Linked DNA regions of Sus scrofa: all the other regions are linked to region 1. A link is a contact called in public Hi-C data. All regions are on one chromosome and are shown on one strand. Each heading gives the region's core, a stretch centred on a gene start, on an enhancer-like site or on the middle of the called end of the contact. The rest is flanking DNA. Distances are from core to core; before and after follow the strand shown. Region 1 holds the start of MESP2 (mesoderm posterior protein 2). Region 2 overlaps AP3S2 (adaptor-related protein complex 3, sigma 2 subunit). Region 3 holds the start of AP3S2 (adaptor-related protein complex 3, sigma 2 subunit).

Region 1 (4,188 bases), core at 773-3,272:
TGGTGTGACGTGAGTTCGATCCCTGGCCCAGGAACTTCCACAAGCCAAGGGCACGGCCAAAAAGAAAAAATGAATTAAACCCTTTTAAATCATGAAATATTGTATAACTAATTGCTTCTTTTCAAAAACTGAAATCAAAGCCATTAGCAATTAATTCCACCTTCTTTTTGTGTGATGGACAAATTTAAAATGTCTTCCCATTCGTAACAGCTAAAATAATAACAGTTGCCCTGACCAATCTTATTTAATGTCATTTATCATTTCATCATAGAGTAGTAACTTCAGCATATTTTCTCCAACTTTGTAAAAAATAAGTTCTGAGGAGAAAGTGATGCAATTTCATCATTGAAGGTTTACCTGTAATTTTTTTCTAGTTAAAATTATCCACTATGATTTTAAACAGATGAACATTTAATCTATTTTTGCCACACCCGCAGCATACAGAAGTTCCCAGGCCAGGGATCAACCCAAGCTATAGCAGTGACAATGCCAAAAATCCTTAACCAGTAGGCCAGCAGGGAACTCCTTAAATGGGTGAATGCTTAAATTAACTAAGGCCAGCTATGAGTCAGCTAAATATGTTCTGAGATGGAATGCTCTAAGATATGGTGTTGAAACCAGCTATGATGGAAAAATAAAAATCATTTAAAAAAATTTTTAAATTAAATAAAATAAAAAGGTCAAGAAAAAAAAAGATATGCTGTTGAATGAAAAAAAGCAAGTTACATGCAATGTACCATGCATATAAACATAGTCTTTTAAGGATACATATGTTTTTATGCATATGGACCACCTCTGGAAGGACACATGACCTTTGGGAAGGGGCTACAGGGATGGGACTAGAGCTTTATGTTTCCATTTCTTTCTGTCTTTCTTTTTTTTTGCTTTTGAGGGCCTCACCTGCAGCATATGGTAGTTCCCAGGCTAGGGGTTGAATCGGAGCTACAGTTGCAAGTCTACACCACAGCTACAGCAACACCAGATCCAAGCCATGTCTGTGACCTACACCAGAGCTCATGGCAACACTGGATCCTTAACCCACTGAGTGAGGCCAGGGATCAAACGCACATCCTCATGGATCCTAGTTGGGTTTGTTAACCATTGAGCCATGACAGAAACTCCTGTTTCCATTTCTTACAAAAAGAATGTATTAGTTACATAATTTGTGTAACTAAAAGTTAATTTTTAAAAAGTCACAAAAGTACAAGGCTATTTATTACTTCAGTCTAGTGTAGGCTAATCTATTCCTGAAACATCATGTTGACTTTTAGTTATTGATTACTGATTTTTTTTTTTTTTTTTAATGTCACACTTCTACTCAAAAGTCCATTTGGCTCCCCACTGCCTTGGGAATAAAATCCAACTTCTTAACCTGGCCCCAGCTAAGCTGTGCTTCAGTTCATTGCACAACGCTCCTGAAGCACCCCTGGAACTCCTCTTGCCAGGCCCTTGCTTATGTAGTTTCCACATTCAGAATGCTCTCCACCTGCCTCTCTGCCTACCCAAGTCCAACTCACAGTTCAAGGCCAAGCTGTGATCTATCCACTTCTGTGGCCGGAGCTCGACAGTCCCTGGCCCTCATGTGGCCCTTAGCCTCTGAGTTCAGCCCTTTTTCTGAAGATCATGAAGAACACTGACTGCGTTCCTCCAAACTGTAATTATTGCTGAGGAATGAGAGCTTTTACTTTTTAAACTTCACTGTGTCAAAAGTTATCCTATAAGACTACAACAAGGAGGTCCCGTCTTGGTGCAGCAGAAACGAATCCCACTAGGAAAGAAATGAATCCGACTAGGAACCAAGAGGTTGTGGGTTCAATCCATGGCCTCGCTCAGTGGGTTAAGTATCTGGCGTTGCTGTGAGCTGTGGTGTAGGTCCCAGATGTGGCTTGGATCTGGCGTTGCTATGGCTGTGGCATAGGCCAGCAGCTACAGCTCCGATTAGACCCCTAGCCTGGGAACCTCCAATATGCCTCAGGTGTGGCCCTAAAAAGACAAAAAAAAAAAAAAAAAAAAAAACCAACTAAACAAACAAACAAAAACCAAAGACTACAACAACCATCTTGTGAGCAGATGCTACAATTATTATTCCTGTTTTAAGAGCCAAAGCTCAGGCTCAGACCTGCCCAGGGGGTACACAGCTAGCTACTGGTGGAGCTACTAATTATATACTGTTCACTCCTCTCTCCCACAAGACTGAAATGCTGTGAGAGCAGACATCACAATGATTTTGTTCACTCCAGCATAACTGACCTTTACCATTTGCCAAAGAAATATGTATTAAATGAATAATACTCACAAGCCTCTAGAAGCACTTTCTTTATAAAATAATAGCAAACATTCAGCCAACTTGCCAGGCTCATGCTAAGTGGTTCCACAGATGGTTCCACTTAATATCAGAAATCATTCTAGGTGGTGGGTATTTCATATTCTTACTGCCAGAAGGATGAGGCGACTTGAGCCTCAGAGGAGTTAAGTGAACTGCCCAAGGTCACACAGCGAATAAAGAGGGTCTGACTCAGACCTACCTTCCCCTTTTTTCACCACCCACTCCACCCTCTTCTCCAGGTTGCTCTGCACTATTTTTCAGGGAAAGAAACTGTCGACACTCTCGGTGTCACACAGCAAGAGTGGGTTCTGGGAACCTGGGAAGGGTTCACCTGTCTGTCCCTTCCTGCCCCAATCCCCCTCCTGCCATCACTGTGAGCAGGTCCCTCGGGGGTTTGTCTTGACGCCTTATCCAGCAAACTGGTAGGCACTGGGTGGGAGTTACTGGGCACAGCCCCCCGGAGAGTGGTGATGAGGGAGGCGGCCACTCTTTGCGGGGGTCCTCGAGTCACCTGAGGGACGGTCTGGCCGCCTCGAGACGATGGCATTGCCCACCACTCTCAGGGTCCTGGGCACTCACCGGAGCAGTGGATGGGGCCAGGTGGGTGGGAACGCAGTGAGAAGCTTAGCAGCTCCAGCCAGATGCGAATTGTCCCTCCCACACTTCCCGGGCTGCAGGGGCCTCCATTAGAGCCCCCAAGGAGTCAGAATCCACACCTCTGCAAATGGGCCCGCTTTCCCAGGGCCCCCCTACCCAGACCTTCCCTGGGCTCTGTGGGTTTTGACACCTCTCTGTAACCTGGCGGGGGGTCCACCTCACACCTTTGGTCCAGATAAAAGGTAGGTCCTGGAGGTAGCCGGCCCAGCTTCCCAGAGCCTGCAGCCCGGCCATGGCCCAGTCCCCTCCTGTGCAGAGCCTCCTCGGCCGCGACCACTGGATCTTCCCTCAAGGTTGGGGCTGGGCCAGCCACTCGAACTCCACGTCCCCAGCCTCTTCCTCAGACTCATCGGGCTCGTGGCCCTGCGACCGCGCCCCCGGCCCCTTGCAGGCTGTGCCCTCTGCCCGCAGCGCAGTGGAGGCCGCCCCGACGGCGCCTGGGCGTGCGCGGACCCGGCCGGCCGGCGGGCAGCGGCAGAGCGCCAGCGAGCGCGAGAAGCTGCGCATGCGCACGCTCGCCCGCGCGCTGCACCAGCTGCGCCGCTTTCTGCCGCCCTCAGTGGCGCCCGCCGGCCAGAGCCTGACCAAGATCGAGACGCTGCGCCTGGCCATCCGCTACATCGGCCACCTGTCGGCCGTGCTGGGCCTCAGCGAGGAGAGCCTGCAGCGCGAGCGCCGGCGACGCGGCGACGTGGTGCTGCCCCGGGGCTGCCCGCGGTGCCCCGACGGCGGCTCCGCGCAGGCGCAGACGCAGATGCAGATGCAGGCGGGCGGCCTGGGCGGGGGCTCAGCCGTCGGTACCCCGACGTCCTGGGGGTCCCCGCCCGCCTGCTCCGGAGCGCTCACGGAGCCAGAGCGCCTGGGGAGCAGGGTCCCCGACATGGGCCCCTGGGTGACACCCCCTTACTGCCCTGGGCTGCAGTCCTCCTCGCAGCTGTCCCAAGGGAGAGCCCCCAACGCAGCCCTTTGGATGCCGTCTCAAGCTTGTTCCGGAACGCAGACACCCCCGGCGCCCGGGAACCAGCCCATACCCTGGACATCACCCCCCGCGTCTCTGGAGCTGGCTGCAGCGTACCAGGTACGCCCTCAGGCCCTGTCCTCTCCCCTCAGAATGGTCCCCAGGCTTCGAGTGGAAATGAAGCAGGTGAGTAGGCTCTAGTCTCCAGGGAACCTCCTCCTTTTTAGATCCCGGGTTTTCTACCCCA
Region 2 (4,044 bases), core at 184-2,683, 100 kb after region 1:
TACTTCTCAGCAGCACAGTGCCAAGGGGCTGTTTCCATTAAAGAGGGTTAATGAAATTAAGATTGGTGTATTAGGGAGTTCCTGTTGTGGCGCAGTGGTTAACGAATCCGACTAGGAACCATGAGGTTGCGGGTTCGGTCCCTGCCCTTGCTCAGTGGGTTAACGATCCGGCGTTGCCGTGAGCTGTGGTGTAGGTTGCAGACGCGGCTCGGATCCCGAGTTGCTGTGGCTCTGGTGTAGGCCGGTGGCTACAGCTCCGATTCGACCCCTAGCCTGGGAACCTCCACATGCCTCGAGAGCGGCCCAAGAAATAGCAACAACAACAACAACAAAGACAAAAAAAAAAGACCAAAAAAAAAGATTGGTGTATTAGTCTTCTTGGGCTGCCATAACAAAATAAGGAGGTACTGTCGTGGCTCAGCAGAAACAAATCTCACTAGTATCCATGAGGATGCAGGTTTGATTCCTGGCCTTGCTCATAGGGTAAGGATCTGGCATTGCCATGAGCTGAGGTGTAGGTCACAGACGCAGCTTGGATCTGGTGTTGCTGTGGCTGTGGTGTAGGCCAGCGGCAGTGTTGGAAGTTAAAAGTCCTAGATCAAGGTCTTGCAGGATCAGTTTCTACTCCTGGCTTGCAGACTCGCTATGTCCATGAAAGGCCTTTCCTTGATTTGTGCACAGAAAGAAAGAGGCCTCTGGAGTCTCTTCCTCTTCTTATAAGAACGTAAGTTGTATGGGATCAGAGCCTTACCCTTAGACCTTGCTTAACTTACTTCCTTAAAGACCCCATCTCTAAATACAGCCACATTGGGGATTAAGACTTCAACATGTGAATTTTGGGGGGCACAATTGGGTTCTCAATAAGCAAGTGATACAGAATGAGACAGAACAGCTCCAGAAAAGACAGCCCCAGATAGAGATAAAAAAAGAGCAGTCACAGGAGCTCCTGTTGTGGCTGAGCAGAAATGAACCCAACTATCCATGAGGACACGGGTTCCATTCCTGACCTGGCTCAGTGGGTTAAGGATATGGCGTTGCTGTGGCTGTGGCATAGGCCAGCAGTTGCAGCTCCAATTCGACCCCTAGCCTGGGAACTTCCATGTGCCACACCTGTGGCCCTCCCCCCCCTCCCCGCCAAAAAAAGGCAGTCAGGTGTATCTGTTTCTCCTAAAGTTTTCTCAAAACATCATTATTCAAGATCACGATCAAGGTAAAGAGAACAAAAGTCAGATAATGTAGGAAAGAACAGAAGCAAAGAATATGCTAATGCATGAAGAGATTGAACTGAATGTGCTAGAGACTCAGACAGCAAAAGAGTATGACATGAATCTAAAAATAGTCTAAAAAACAAATTTGAGGAACATAATGACAAAGAACACTCATTCTTCTCACAGATAGGGAAACTAAATTTATCTGAAAACGGGGAGGACAGACACAACTGCAAAGAAAGAAAGTCATCAAGTGGCGGAAGTTACTCAAGATCGAAGCCTCATAAAAGGCATCATCTGAGAAAAAAGGAGTGGGAAACAACTTGATCCTAGGAGGCTGGAAAGGATGGACAAATTACAAGAAAAGGAAATGGTGAAAAACAAAAGTAAGAAATAGCTGCAGCTACTGGAGCTTTTCTATGTTGCTGTCCTGCTGTCATCGAGAACACAAGTAACTCCTTGAGTGGCTATGATGGCTCAAACGGCAGCCCTGCAAGCTAAAGCTTTGGCAGAGACCAGAAGAGCCACATTTAGCTATTATAACCCAGGAGCTGTGAATCTAATGAAATTTGCTGAACAAGAAATAAAAACGAAAACACTGGATACAGCTCGGTTGATGGAGAAAGTCATATGACTATGAAGTAACAGGAAATAGTCTTTGGAAACCTGGATGCTAAGTATCAAAAGATCACATGCCCACATGAAGAGGAGTGGGACTGGGTTAGACATCTTCCAATTGAGGAATGGATACAGTTTGAAGGTGACTACACATTTAAAGTTTGGGACTTACAGAGTTCTCCAGATGTCAGCTCCTTGTGCACCAAACACCTAGCATTCTAACTTTTCATGGATGTCACAATGATTTTTATGTACTAGAAAATATGATTCTCACCACACACAAAAAAAGAAATAGTAATTATGTGACAGGGTAAGAGGTGTTGGCCAACACTATTGCGGTAGTCATTCTGCAATGCATAGGTTTATCAAATCAACATTCTGTGTATCTCAAATTTACACAATGTTATGTATTACATATCAATTATATCTCAATAAAGCTGGAGGGAAATATCATTTTTTGTAAATATTAAATCAGTGATACTGATGTTAGTGTTGTAATCAGATTAAATGTATTTCTATTAAACTTGATGGATTTTTTTTCTTTTTTTCTTTTTAGGGCTGCACCTGCAGCATATGGAAGTTCCTAGCCTAGGAGTCAAGTTGGAGCTGCAGCTGCTGGCCTACACCACAAGCCACAGAATCCTTAACCCACTGAACGAGGCCAGGGATCAAACACGTCCTTATAGATTCTAGTTGGGTTTGTTACCACTGAGCCACAAAGGGAATTCCCTTTTTTTTAATTTTAAATGGCAGCACCTATAACATATGGAAGTTCGTGGGCCAGGGACTGAATCTGAGCCACAGATGCAAACTACACAGCAAGTGCAGCAATGCCAGATCCTTTAACCCACTTCACTGAGCCAGGGATCAATCCTACGTCTCCTCAGCGACCCAAGCCACTGCAATTGGATTTTTCACCTACTGTGTCACAGTGAGAACTCCCAACAATATTTTCTAGCTCATGAATTCTATACTTTTCAAATCTACAAAAGCCAGAGGTGGGATAAAATCTCATAGATGCATTTTTTTGTGTCCAGCCTTGTGTACTTTTGTTCTTAACCTCTTACTGTTATTTTCGTCGTTTGAAACATGAATGTTATGTAGATATTCTATTCTTTAGACAGTTGGGCCATTTGCTACATAAATAAGCTGGGTAATGATGACAATAAATATGGTTTTCTCAAAAGAAAAAACAAGCAACAGCAATACTGGAGGACATATTTAAACTTTTTTTGGCCATGTCCACAGCAGGTGGAAGTTCCTAGGCCAGGGATCAAACCCAAGCCACTGCAGTGACAATGCCAGATCCTCAACCTGCTCAGCTGCAAGAGAACTCCCCTTTTTAAAAAACTTTTTTACTTTTAAGAACATTTTTATACCTTCAAACTATAAGAAAAAAGGCAGACCTAACTACATAAAGTTAAAAGACAAGGAGAAAATATTTACAATAAATATAAAAGAGGAGTTCCTGTCGTGGCACAGCGGTTAACGAATCCGACTAGGAACCATGAGGTTGCGGGTTCGGTCCCTGCCCTTGCTCAGTGGGTTAAGGATCCGGCATTGCCGTGAGCTGTGGTGTAGGTCACAGACTCGGCTCAGATCCTGCGTTGCTGTGGCTCTGGTGTAGGCCGGTAGCTACAGCTCCAATTTGACCCCTAGCCTGGGAACCTCCATATGCCGCGGAGCAGCCCAAGAAATGGCAAAAAGACAAAAGAAAAGAAAAGAAAAGAAAAGAAAAGAAAAGGATTGGTATCCATAAAAATTAGGAAAAAACCCAACACTTACAAATGAATAAAACAAATAAGCCATAGAAAGGTAGATACATACAATGGTCAGACATTTTCAAATACAAATGACTGGTAAACACTAAAAGATATGCAGCCCAGTATTCAAGGAAGCTAGGGGAAACAACGAATACCTACTTTTGCACCCATCAGACTGGCAAACATTAGAAAGTATTCTTAATATTTAAAATTGGTAAGGTTATGAGGAAATACAACTTTGGGGAGAGGCGATCTGGCAATATCTATCAATGTAAAAAGCACACATCTGGAGTTCCCGTCGTAGCTCAGTGGTTGATGAATCTGACTAGGAACCATGAGGGTGCAGGTTCGGTCCCTGGCCTTGCTCAGTGGGTTAAGGATCCGGCATTGCCGTGAGCTGTGCTGTAGGTTGCAGACTCGGCTCGGATCCCAAGTTGCTGTGGCTCTGGTATAGG
Region 3 (4,166 bases), core at 1,045-3,544, 120 kb after region 1:
TCAGAAGCTAATTTAGTTCTTAGAAAAATCCTATGCTCTCCAAAGAAGATACACAAATGGTCAATAAAGACATGGAAAGATGCTCAACATTATTAGTCACCAGGAAAAAAAAAATTAAAACCAAAAGGAGTTCCCATTGTGGCTCAGTGGTTAACGAATTCGACTAGGAACCATGTTTCAGGTTCAATCCCTGGCCTCATTCACTGGGTTAAGGATCTGGCATTGCCATGAGCTGTGGTGTAGGTTGCAGACATGGCTCGGATCTGGCATTTCTGTGGCTCTGGTGTAGGCTGGCAGCTACAGCTCGGATTAGACCCCTAGCCTGGGAACCTTCATATGCTGTGGGTGTGGCCTTAGAAGAGACAGGGGAAAAAAAAAAAAAAAAGGAGAATCCAGTTTGCACCACTAAAATGTCTTTAATTTAAAAGATAATAGGAAATGTTTTCAGGGAGGTGGAAAAACTGCAGCTCATACTGTTAATGAGAATGTAAAACAGTGCGGCCACTTTGTAAAAGTTTGCCAAGTTCCTCCAAATGTTCACTATAAGGTTATTATGTGACTCAGCAATGCTACTCCTAAGAGAAATGAAAATATATGCTCCCACAAACACCTGTACATGAATGTTCACAGCACCATTATTCACAAGAGCCATAAGTAAAACATCAACTGATGAATAACAATTAAAATGTGGTACATCCACACAATGTCAATAAAAAGGAATGAAAAACCGATACATGCTACAACGTGGATGAACCCTGAAAACATGCTAAGTGAAAAAAGGCAGTCAGAAGAGACCACATATTATATTGATTCCAGTTATATGAAATGTCCAGAATAAGCAAATTTAGAGAGACAGAAAGTAGGTTAGTGGTTGCCAAGGGCTGGGGTTGTTGATGGGGAAATATGGAATGATTGCTAATGGGTAGAAGTTCCTCTTCTGGATAATGAAAATGTCCTAAAATTGTGGTGATAGTTGCATAATTCTGTGAAGTACTAAAAGCCATTCCACTGCATATTTTTTAAAGGTGAAATGTATAGTATGTAACTTAGATCTCAGTAACACCTTAAAAAACCTGATGGAGGGAGTTCCTGCTGTGGTGCAATAGGTTAACAACCCTGTTGCAGTGGTTCGGGTTGCTCTGGAGGTGCCTGTTTGATCCCCAGCCCTATGCAATAGAGTTTTAAGATCTGGTGTTGAGGCAGGTGCAGCTCAAATTCAATCCCTCGCCCAGAAGTTTCCATATGCCTCTGGTACAGTCATAAACAAAACAAAGCAAAACCCTGACAGAAAAATTCACACACACACATGCAAATACAAATTGAAGTGTTATTAAATGCTAACATAAAACCGATATAATTATTTAATAAAATGTAATCTAGCTAAAAATTATATGAAAAAGGTAAAAAAATTTTTTTCATTTCTATTTGACAAAAGAGGAAATAAAATCTGAAAGAGATTTATCAACTTGACCTGAACATAAGTTTTCTCACTTCTCCTCTAGGTTTCACCAACCCACCAATTACATTTTTAACCTAGCTCTTAAGAAATAAAACGTCGGGGGACAGGAAGCAAATAATGACGTTTATTCTTCCCAAAGAAACGTTTTTGGAAAACTCAAATTCACATCATCAGGTACTGAGCCCTCACGCGGCTGCATTTATAATTTCTCATCATTTCTCACTTTCCAAACTGACTTTGAACTCTACAGAGTGAAAGGTATCTAGTCCCTAGGCAGTCCCAGCCTCCACTGAAGCAAAATAATTCCAAGAAAGCACTTTTCTAAATCCTCTGGCTAAAGCGAAACCATTTTAAAAAGCTGCGTATTTCTCCCTGGTGAAACTGCGAGGTGAGTTTCACCTCGACAACCGATAAGGTGAAAGCGACCTCAACCATTTAAGCTGTTAACCACCACTTGAGACACTGGAGAAGTGTCACAAAACGGCACAGAAATGCTGGGGTCCTGGAAGGGGTAGGAAAGAACGGGGGTAGCGGGGCCGAGGCAGGTTGAGTCTGGGGGTCACCCATGGCACAGGAGCCCGAAAAGGTCTGCGGGCATTTTCCCGCGCGCTTCGCACAGGCCAAAGGGAGGGAGGGGGGTGCAGGCGCCCCAAAGGGTCGTGACGAAGCTAGGCCGCACTCACGAAACGCTGGTAGAAGCGGACCAGCCGCGGTTTCCCGTGGTTATTGAAAACCAGAATCGCCTGAATCATCTTTGCCCGCCACGCTTCTTTCAGCACCGGCTGCTCCCAGAAAGCATCTCCTTCCGCCACAACACAGACGTTTCCGGTTGATGCGCTGCTGAGAGTGGCCTCCGGAAACTTGTCCCGGCGCCCAGGGGCCGGGCCACGAAGAGTCCGGCCTCCCGGCACGCCTTGGTGAAAACTGCAGGGCGGGAGCTGGGCTCGCCGCGGGAGGGCTGGTGCGGACTCCGAGGCTGAGGAGGTCCGGCCCCTAGGCCAGAGCCGGTGGGCCAGTTAGGGTCTGGCTAAGACGCCACCCTGGCTCTTAGCCCTTCGTACACACCCACCGTTTGCTTAAGAATCCCGCCAGGCGCAAAGCCGAGCACGTCGGAAAAGCAGATGAAGATCGCTCAGTGGATTAAGGATCTGGCTGAGTCGCTGCTGCGGTGCAGGTTCTATCTCTGGCCCAGGCACTTACGCAGGATGGCGCGGCAAAAAAACAAAACAAAAAGGCAGAAACCCCAACAGCAGCCACGCTCCCAGATGAAGATGCTGTGGGATCTTCCATTTCTCCTCGGCGGCGTTAACACATACGGTCCTGCCTTCTTCCCCTTAACACTGCAGAACATTCCACGTGTGCAGATGCAGGCTAATTTAGCCATTTCCCGGTTGGGGAACCTTATGTTCGTTTTTAGTATTACATAAATGCTGAATTATATAGAGGTCTCTTCATGCAAAAGGACTGTCTGTCCATGGTAGACAGCGAATGGTGGAATTAAGGGATCTTTAATGCAATTCCATTTAATAGGTACTGACGATCCCAGATCGGTAGTCTTTGTATTTTTTTTCTTTCTTTTTTAAATTTGGCTTTTGCGTGTGTGTGTATGTGTGCGAATTTCTTTTAATGACTTAGTGGGGGTGAGGTGAAGCCCGTCCCTATATTGCAGATAGAACTGCAAATTGGAATCATCTACCCTGAGGTCTGTTGGCAAATATGCATCAAAAGCCTTTAAAATATAGATTAGACTCAGTATTTCCAGTTTTAGAATTTATAATAAAGGAGTTCCCATCGTGGCTCAGCGGTTAGCAAACCCGACTAGCATCCACTGGGATGCGGGTTGACCCCTGGCCTTGCTCAGTGGGTTAAGGATCCTGCCTTGCAATAAGCTGCCATGTACGTGGCAGACTGGGCTGGGATGGCACATTGCTATGGCTCTGGTGAAGGCCAGTGGCTAAAGCTCCAATTGGACCTTTAGCCTGGGAACCTCCATATGCTGCTGCTGTGGCCCTAAAAAAGACCAAAAGACCAAAAAAAAAAAATATATATATATACATATACATATATATATGTATATGTATATATATATATATAAAATAAAATGATTATGGAAAGATTTAGCCTCAAAAATGTACATCTCAGCAACATTATCACAGAGGAAAATACGAATCAAACTAGTTATTCCAAAATGAGAAACTGGTTAAATGCATTGATCCATGCGCATTTGAGAAATATTAAATAGCTATAAAAAATCATGGTATGGAGTTCCATTTGTGGCGCAGCGGGAACGAATCTGACTAGGAACTATGAGGTTTTGGGTTCGATCCCTGGCCTTGCTCAGTGGGTTAAGGATCCAGTGTTGCCATGAGCTGTGGTGTAGGTCGCAGACTACGAGGCTCAGATCTGATGTTGCTGTGGCTGTGGTGTAGGCTGGCAGCTGTAGCTCCAATTCTGCCCCTAGCCTGGGAACCTCCATATGCCACAGTGCGGCCTTTAAAAAAAAAAAAGAGAGGAGTTCCCGTCGTGGCTCAGTGGTTAACGAATCCGACTAGGAACCATGAGGTTGAGGGTTTAATCCCTGGCCTTGCTCAGTGGGTTAAGGATCCGGCGTTGCCGTGAGCTGTGATGTAGGTTGCAGACGCGGCTTGAATCCCGAGTTGCTGTGGCTCTGGCATAGGCTGGGGGCTACAGCTCCGATTCGACCCCT

What was found. A called contact is a pair of places that touch in the nucleus more often than the background predicts.
Region 2: a Hi-C map of alveolar macrophages shows a contact between it and region 1, with 2.1 times the contacts expected there. The contact joins the enhancer-like site here to the promoter of MESP2 in region 1. A contact is called at or near these places in 1 of 5 promoter capture datasets (liver), 7 of 47 Hi-C or Micro-C datasets (adipose tissue, alveolar macrophages, embryonic fibroblasts and 4 more) and 1 of 2 datasets of contacts at active chromatin or transcription factors (alveolar macrophages).
Region 3: a contact with region 1 is called in a Hi-C map of embryonic fibroblasts, with 4 times the contacts expected there. The contact joins the promoter of AP3S2 here to the promoter of MESP2 in region 1. A contact is called at or near these places in 2 of 5 promoter capture datasets (fetal liver and liver), 8 of 47 Hi-C or Micro-C datasets (adipose tissue, embryonic fibroblasts, fetal heart ventricle and 5 more) and 1 of 2 datasets of contacts at active chromatin or transcription factors (alveolar macrophages).

Annotation. Positions count from the first base shown.
Region 1 is chr7:55,339,919-55,344,106 of Sscrofa11.1, forward strand. MESP2 (mesoderm posterior protein 2) reads left to right here and starts at 2,023. Exons shown (of 3, transcript XM_013997165.2): 1 at 2,023-4,127. The coding sequence starts at 3,216.
Region 2 is chr7:55,441,303-55,445,346 of Sscrofa11.1, forward strand. The region is part of intron 3 of AP3S2 (adaptor-related protein complex 3, sigma 2 subunit); the gene reads right to left. Among named protein-coding and RNA genes, the nearest start is that of AP3S2, 19 kb to the right of the region's middle. Within about 2 kb of position 1,434, at least 2 of the 83 cell types and tissues checked have an H3K27ac peak or open chromatin away from gene starts, as enhancers often do. A contact at or near this core is called in alveolar macrophages and retroperitoneal adipose tissue, where this site is marked.
Region 3 is chr7:55,460,058-55,464,223 of Sscrofa11.1, forward strand. AP3S2 (adaptor-related protein complex 3, sigma 2 subunit) reads right to left here and starts at 2,295. Exons shown (of 6, transcript NM_001244548.1): 1 at 2,143-2,295. The coding sequence starts at 2,211.